Regions from separate parts of the Mus musculus genome. Here region 1 is linked to region 2. A link is a contact called in public HiChIP or PLAC-seq data. All regions are on one chromosome and are shown on one strand. The core of a region is the stretch at or near the end of the contact, and the rest is flanking DNA. Distances in the headings are between cores, read along the strand shown. Region 1 holds the start of Fndc11 (fibronectin type III domain containing 11). Region 2 holds the start of Pcmtd2 (protein-L-isoaspartate (D-aspartate) O-methyltransferase domain containing 2).

Region 1 (4,326 bases), core at 37-2,536, 620 kb before region 2:
CCTTCTGTGGGAACCAGGCATGCAGGTAAAATGCTCATATACATAAAAATCAATCTAAAAAATTAAAAATTTTAAAACTAGGACTGGGAAAAAAAAAAAAAAAGACCGATCAAGTGGAGCAGAGCAGCTTTCACAGACCCAGAGCAAGCCCAACCCCTAAGAACAGGGTAGTGAGCCTCACCCATCTCCTTCCTGAGGAAGAGCTGGGCGCTGGTATTCTTCCTGCTGCTTTTTATTCTCTTCTACTCCCCAGGGGCCAGTTTCCCTCCTGGACCTTCAGATGGCATCCCTTTCTCCCTCAAACTGGCCACCATGACTAACTAGCCTAGATGAGCACAGAGCCAGCACCCATCGCTTCTCCCTCCTCCCCCTCCCCCTCTGGGGCCTCTGAGGTCTGTAGCCAATATAGGTTGACAGATAGGAAAACTATTCCCCAGCACCGTCAGATGCCATCAGGAGGGCTGGGAGCTCTAGCTATAATTCAAGTTGGTAGCAAACTTGAGTTACAACCAGGTAACTCAGTCCAGACAAACCCAATCTAGAAGGACTGACCGAGTGGAAAAGAGTCAGCAGCTTTCAGGTGGCTGAGACCCTGAGACCCTTGCTAGGAGTAACCCCAAGCTAGCTCATAAAGAGGAAGGACCTGGGTGTTAAATCTAGGGGTCCAAAGCCCAGTTTGGAGTATGAGACTGCAACTTGGGGATTCCTTTGAGGATTCCTAGAGCTATGGACTCCGTTTATTCAGACTGGAGGGGACAGGGCATGAGTTTCTGGAGGCCTGGGAAAACCAGACCCCTTCACCTTGCTGACTGCTTGCTAAGGAGATCCTAGCCATCTGCTGCTATATCACTTCCTTTCTCATCGTCTTTGAGACCCATAGGCGGCTGCTTGGCTTGGAATGTCAAACAGGTGGCCCTTCCCTGCACTCCACTGGCATCTGCTGGCTTCTTGAGTCCCAGCAGCCAGCTCTGTCCCACTCAAAGACACCAGTTTCCTGCGTTGCATAGAATCCCATTGCAAGCCAAGCTGCTGACCCAGCCACCGCAGGCTCCTGGACTGCTGCGAAACACGATGCCGAGGAACAATTCCACTAGCCCGTGGCGCGGGCTGAAGTTGAGTTTGTTTCGAGTCCGTGAGGCCCTGGACATAAATCGCTGCTGCCGTATATCAAAATTTAGCCTTCAAATCAAGAGCTCCTTACACCTGGGCCGGATGTGCACAGCGTCACAAGGGCCAGTGGTTCCCATGGCAACAAGTAGGCCTTTGGCAGGGGGAGCGGATCTGGCAGTGCACCCTGCAGCTCTGGCTGGGCTCCGCACAGGAAGCGGGCGGCCAGGCACTTGCAGAGCGGGGCTGGGGCTCACGGAGGTGATCCGGAAGAGGAGTGGTAGGTAGAGGAGTTTAGGAGGTGTGCCCAGAAGCTCGGGGTGGGTAGTCTCCACGGAGGGGGAGGGGTGATAGAATAGCTTAGATGGGGAAGTAGTTATGGAGACTTCCATTGAGCTTTCTAGCGGCCATGAACTGTTGACTCAGGGTCTTGGGGCCCTGATCTCAGCTAGCATTCAGCCAGGAACCATTCTCTGCTGTCTCAGATGCCTGTTCTAACCCCCCCCACCCCCCACCCCCGGCACGCACCACCATTCACACAAATCACTTTGAATTAGTCTTTGGGACATGATCAATCTTACTATCCAGCTGTGTGGTTTTGAGGTAGTCATCCAGTCTCTTAGCTCTGTTTCTTGCTCATCCAAGCCCAGTTTCCACAAACTGAGATTTCCAAGTGAAGCCACTGGCCCAGTGCCAGGGACAGCTAGCAGGAGGTTGGTACCTTCTCCAGGGATCTCTGGCTACTGGGCTTTGTGGCACACCAGCCTCTCCACAGACAACCAGATTTGGGGGAAAGGTATGGGGACAAGGAGAGGAGGGCTGACTCTGGAGTCAACAGTTCCAGCTTTGGGATAAACTGGGTACAGGAGCATACACCCCTGGAGTCCCAAGACTGCTTGAGCACAGGAGTTGGAGGGCAGCCTGAACAACAGACTGAGATGTTCTGTCAAAATCAAAAGTGACCATGAAGGAAGACCAACCTAACAAGCTTTAGCGTTAGACTCCCCCCAACCCCCATCTGTGAGATGGTGGGAGAGGATCTACCCTGTTCTTAGCCACACAAGGTCCCCCCCCCCCCCTTTATGTGAGGATGATGTAGAGTCTTGTCTTTGGTTAGCCTGGTCCCTGAGCATTGCACCCCTGCAGTGTACCTGGTCTCTGGAGAGTACTGGGAAGCATGGGGAATCACCCTAAGCTTGGGCACAGACCTGTGTTAGGTGAGGAACCTGAGACTTATGATCTGTCTCAAAACTAATCAACATCCCAGAGCTTCTCCCCAGGCTACTCTGGTCCCTGTAGCCCACTCTGTCTGATAAGCCCCATTAGCTCATCGCCACAAAATACTATTGGCCCCTTGATAGAAGTTTCCCGTTTATCATCTGCTTTTGCCCAGTACCCAGCCCACTATTCTGTCCCCTCCAGGGGTCTCTGATCAGAAAGCTGTGTCCCAGGGGAGAGCAAAAGCCATTATGGGGCAGAGGCTGATGAGGGGCAGAGCCAATCTGACGGTCACAGCTGATGCCTAGTTCTTACCCTCAGCTCCCAGACAATGAACTTCCAGGTGACAGGCCTGGCCCTGGACAAAATGAAGCTGGACAGTCCACATTCCTTCCTGGACGCAGAGGAGGTGGAGGAGGCAGAGGACCAGCAGCTGCTGGAGCCAGAGGCTTGGAGGACATACATGGAGCGCCGCAACGTGCTGCGTGAGTTCCTGACCACAGACCTGAGCCCCCAGTTGCTCAAGCGCCACCATGCCCGCATGCAGCTGCTCAAGAAGTGCTCCTACTACATTGAGATTCTCCCTAAGCACCTGGCCCTGGGTGACCAGAACCCGCTGGTGCTACCTAACACCATGTTCCAGCTCATTGATCCCTGGAAGTTCCAGCGCATGAAGAAGGTGGGCACAGCACAGACCAAGATCCAGCTCCTCCTGCTTGGGGACCTGCTGGAGCAGCTGGACCATGGCCGGGCAGCACTGGATGCCCTACTTGAGGCCCCTGACCCACGGCCCTTCCTGGCAGGCTGGGGGCTTGTGGAACAGCAGTTGGCAGACCTATCAGTTGTCATGGACAACTTCCTGGCCATGATGGTACCAGGACACCTGCATGTCAAGCACCGCCTGGTATCTGACATTGGAGCCACCAAAATCCCACACATCCGGCTTATGCTGAGCACGAAGATGCCAGTTATGTTCGACCGGAAGGAGTCAGTGGCGCATCAGGACTGGGTCAGCCTGCGCTGGTTTGTAACCATCCAGCCGGCAGCACCAGAGCAGTATGAACTGCGCTTCAAGCTGTTGGAGCCCAGGACACAACAGGAGTGTACACAGTGTGGCATAGTCCCTGTGGCTGCCTGCACCTTTGATGTCCACAACCTGTTGCCCAACCGTACCTACAAGTTCACTATCAAGAGGGCAGAAAGCTACACCCTGGTCTATGAGCCCTGGCGGGACAGCCTCACCTTGCAGACCACGCCAGGACCCCCTGAGGGGCCTGCCCCCAGGCTGGGTAAGCCCAGCCTGCCCCTGACCACACCTTCTGAGAGATGATTTTCTAATATTTATCCACTAATAAAGAGGAGTATACACACACCAAATTAAAGACACAACCCTACTTAGGCCTTAAGAAAGTAGCAGCTATGTGTTTTCCTGATGGCCCTACACCCCACAAGTCCCAGAACCCCTTTGCCTTCTGTCTCTTCCAGGAGAGCCCCCGGCTGGACTCTAGAACAAGAGAGAGCTGGCCACCGGTACCTGGCTGCTTCAAGGGAACTCAGCCCCTCAGCCTCAGCACCTTATGTACCCCTCATCCGGACAGCCAGAACCAGATTTCTTTCCCTGCCTCCTAGGTTGAGCTCTCTGAGGAAGATGATACTTTGGGCCTGTTTGGACACCACTGAGGGCAGTCATAGCTTTAGTGCTAGCATCCCAGCTGCCTTGGAAACAAGGATGCCCAGGACCATGATTTCTTACTTTTAAAATAAAGGTCTTACACTCTCCCCAAGTAAGATGAAGTGCCATAGGCACCCCACATGTGTGAGGGTCCCAGAGAGGAAGCCTGGCTGGGAACCTCTCAAAGACATTCGATGATGCACAGCTTCTGAAAAGTGACCACCCTTACAGCGCTGACCTCAGTAGCTAGCTGATGGTATTCAGCCCACACAGGTAACCACATTCCTCACTACTGTCCAGGACACCTCGACATTAAGGTCTTCCATCCA
Region 2 (4,116 bases), core at 806-3,305:
GCTTTCTGGGTTAAACTCCAGGTTTAGTGAGAGATAGTTGTCTCAAAAAATAAGGTAGAGAGAAATAAAGGAAGCGACTAGACATTGATCTCTGGCCTCTACATGTACATACACACATGTTCATGTATACTTATTTACATATGCATGCAAACACCACAGACACACCAAATTTAAAAAAAGCAATTAAGTGTGTAAGGTTGCTACATGTCCTTTCATAGCTCAGTAGCTCACTTTTCAAAAAATCCCTGATTAAAACAGTTATGTGGCTATACCTCCCATCTATTTAATATTTTTTGTTGCTTCTAATGTTTGATGATTACAAATGAAGCTGTTATACTACCTACATGTGCTGGTTTTGTGTATAGTGGTAAATATCTAGGAATTCAAATGGTGATTTTTTAAAAAGTTTTATGTATGTTGGAATAGTTTTGTACAGCCCTGGCTAGTCTTGAACCTATTACACTGCCAAAGTATGACCTTAATCTCCTGGTCCTTCTTCCTCCACCACTAAGTGCTGGCATTACACTTGTTTGCTGTCACATCTTCTAAGACGTTGCTTAGTTCAGTAGCAAACTGACAAACTATTTTCCAGAGTATCTTTATTATTGCTCATTCCCACCAGCAATGAAAGTGATGTGCTGCTGTTGCTCTACATCCTCACCAGTATTTGGTGAATTATAGATTTTATAAATTTTGGCTATTCTAATAGGTGTGTATTGATATCTCATTGTTTTATAAATCTGCATCACCTAATGACAAATTATGTTGATATGTTCATATGCTCATTTGCCATCTGTATATTTCCTTTGCTGAGTCATATGTTCATAGCTTTTTCCCGTTTCTATTTGTGCTGTTTATTTTCTTATTGTTGAGTTTTAAGGATTTTTAGAAATCCTTTATCAGATATGTGTTTTGGGAATATTGTTTTTCAGTCTATGTCTTACCTTTTTATTCTTCTGACAGTATATTTTACAGAGAAATGATGCCAGTGTTAAAAAGATATATTTTACCTTTAAGTGTGTGTGTGTGTGTGTGTGTGTGTGTGTGTGTGTGCACATGCCTGAGTGCCTGCAAAGGCCAAGTGTCTTGGGTACTGGAAATCAAATTTGGAAGAGCTATGTCTCTATTATTTTTACACGTGGATGTCTAATTATTCCAGCATCTTTTGTTGAAAAGACCAGCACTCCTCCATTGAATTGTATTTGTTCTCTTATCAAAGGTGAGTTTACTATATTTGTATAGCTCTAACCTAAGTTTTGTATTTGATAGCATCAATTTATTTCCCCCATATGACTCTTGATTACTGTAATTTTAATAGTAAGTCATGAAATCAGATGTTGTTAGGCCTATACTTTTGTTTTGTTTTGTTTTTGATCAATATTGTGTTATCTAGTTCGGGTCTTTAGCCTTCCCACGCAAACTTTAAAAAATAGTAGAATCATTTTCTCCTCATTCGTACCACAATCAACTGCAGGTTGAGTGACTTTCTTACAGCTATTGACTCAGGCGTCCAGACTCCTTCCTTCTTGACACTACTTCCTTCAACATGTACCCTCCAAGCAGTATAGAGGAGATGTGCAATCCCAATGAAATAGAACAAAAACTCAGAACAATCTTGAAAGGTAGCCCTAAAGATCACTTAGACTTTGGTCTATTTTGTAGGTTTCTTAGAAGTGGCCAGAACTGCTGGTTCAAGGTTCAAGTGTGCAGATGGCCATCCCCTGGACCAGGTAGCCTGGCAGGGTCAGGGCCGGCAGTCATTTGTGTTGTAACTCCTGCAGGAGAGTGGACCCAATCTATCACTCTTGTTTCTTAACTCCTGCCTTTTCTACTGTGGGGGCTTTGTCCTTGAGTGGACATAAGCAGGCAAAATGCCCTTCTCCCGTCGACACGCCAGCATCTTCTCATATCATTAGGCCGGGATATGCTCGGAGACCACCTAGTGACTGACCAATCAGGCAGGGACACACTTAACTCAAACCAGTGGGTGGAAAGTGGCAGGCTCGTGGGCTGTGCCGTTGCCCCTTTAAGAGTGTCCTCCAACCGCACATGCTCAGTTCAGGTAGAGCCCGCGCACGCGCAGAGGTAGCAGCGGATGTTTACAGCGGCTGAGGTCCGTCCGAAGCGACAGAAGCGTCTGAAGAACTGCTCTCCGAGACTCAATACGGGGGCTGCTGAGCGCCGAGGTAGAGCCGTCTCTGCCCCTCGGCCCTTCCCTCCATATCCCTTCTCCAGCTCTGGTTACCCGTTCCCCAGCGTCCGTGTATCTTACCATCTCCGAGAGTTTCGAACCCCAGCGCCTGTCACCCCCGCCCCCCCATCTCCCTGCCCAGCACCTCCCTCCCCTCCAGCGTGCCCCCCCACCCCCCGCCTGTTGCTAATTCTGGGATCTGATTGCTCTAGTTCTACAACCTATTTCTAATTAAGTAGGAAATGTTTGCAATTAGCTCAAGGGCAAGTCGGGCATTGACCATGATTGAAACAAATTATACCTAGGGTGGATATTGGGAAGAAGGCAGAGTATCCTACAGAGGAGAAAAAAAAGACCCCTTTGGGGAAAGATCTAAAGTAGCTGGAGAGAACCCCTGGGGCCTGGACCCTTTGTTTCTTTATTAGGCCTGTGCCTCTGCCATCAACTCCGTCATCTTGAGTATCTGCCCTCTGCTCTCTTGGGCCCTGCACTGTTGTTCTCTGTTCTTATTGAAGACATTGCTAAAGTGGGCTCCATTACGTCTGGTAGGTTGTCTCTAGAACGAGGTATTTAAGAGGCTCAGCACTGATTATATATAAAGGGAATTGAAGTGGGCCCTCTTGAGGTGGTGGCATTTGGTCTCTCCTTTTGCCCTGGCTTTTCTCCATCCTCCTCTGAGACCTTGCTGGGAGACTTGGGAGAAGGGACTCATTTTTCTTTTTTTCTTTTCTTTTCTTTTTTTTTTTAATTTCGGTTAGTCCCAAAGCTTTTCCACGCACGAAACAGTAGGAATTGTCCCTAGTCAGTACATACTACTGGTCAGCTTTCATTCAGATGCAGACCACAAGTGATATGCATTTGAGGCACACCCTCCAAGAGTTCTGGTTTTCAAGACAAGAAGCCTTGGCTATTTTCCTCGTTCTGCTGGCAGGATGATGGTTTAGAATACATGTTCCTAGCAAGGTATCCCCTAAGAAAGTGACATCCACTTGACTGTGGGCCAGCTGTCGCAGTTTTTTCAAACGCAGTATAGATATGAAACAGGGTTCTTTAGTCCAGCTTCACTTGTGTTGTTGTTGTCCACTTGGGGTCCTGTGCTGCTCAGTTTTTTTCCTATGCCCTTTTCTTCTGTTGGCCTGTGCTAATCAGTTCTGAATGGGAACTGTAATAAGCATTACAGCAAGTAGCAAAGTGTGTATCGTAGGGTAGTAAAGGAAGGACAATCTCCTAAAAAATAGTTCTTTGCTTTCAGTTGGAATCTACTGCACTGCATTCTTGTGCAGTGATACTGTTTGGTTTGGAGAGAGTATTTTCAAGTATGTTTTAGGGCTTTCTTTCTTTCTTTTGACATGGTGACTGATCACATCTATCTCAGCAGCAAGTAGTGATGCTTCTATGCAAGGCAATATTAGATTGTCAGACAAAGCTAATACTAAGTACCACACTCTATCATTATTCACCCACTCTCCACCAAAAGCAATTGATAGGGCTACCTTGGTGTTCTGTGTAGTCTAGAGAATGATCTACAATAGTCACACTTTCTGTTTTAAATGAGTGAATTTATTAAGTATATATAGCAAGCAAAAGTAAAAGAACTAGTTAGTAACAGAAGTAGTTGATAGAAAACATCAAGTTGAGTATTCACTTTAGTAGGGATGACTGGGATAGCACAGTTGAGAGACCAAACAAAAGGTAACAGCAGAAATCATCTGCGAAAATTCCATTTGAAGCAGCCATTTGAAATTCCTGATAGAGAACCCAAGTGAAGCTTCCAAGTTAAGAAAAATAGATAGATAGATAGTAGATAGATAACATCATCAAGTTGGGCACTTACAGTCATCTAGTAGAAATCAACTGGAGAAGTTGAGGCTGTCGGTTGGAGTTACCAATTGAACTTTCTTTTCTCTCCATGTTTGAGATTGCCA

Evidence for each region. HiChIP or PLAC-seq counts read pairs in DNA pulled down with a chosen protein or histone mark.
Region 1: a FOXA1 HiChIP or PLAC-seq map of pancreatic cancer cells shows a contact between it and region 2. The contact joins the promoter of Fndc11 here to the promoter of Pcmtd2 in region 2. A contact is called at or near these places in 1 of 39 promoter capture datasets (embryonic stem cells), 1 of 115 datasets of contacts at active chromatin or transcription factors (pancreatic cancer cells) and 3 of 9 other capture datasets (adipose tissue, liver and pancreatic islet).

Annotation. Positions count from the first base shown.
Region 1 is chr2:181,218,748-181,223,073 of GRCm38.p6, forward strand. It overlaps Fndc11 (fibronectin type III domain containing 11), which reads left to right and starts at 1,287. Exons shown (of 2, transcript NM_001379472.1): 1 at 1,287-1,387; 2 at 2,647-3,702. The coding sequence starts at 2,657. The coding sequence ends at 3,655.
Region 2 is chr2:181,835,799-181,839,914 of GRCm38.p6, forward strand. It overlaps Pcmtd2 (protein-L-isoaspartate (D-aspartate) O-methyltransferase domain containing 2), which reads left to right and starts at 2,056. Exons shown (of 7, transcript NM_153594.3): 1 at 2,056-2,186.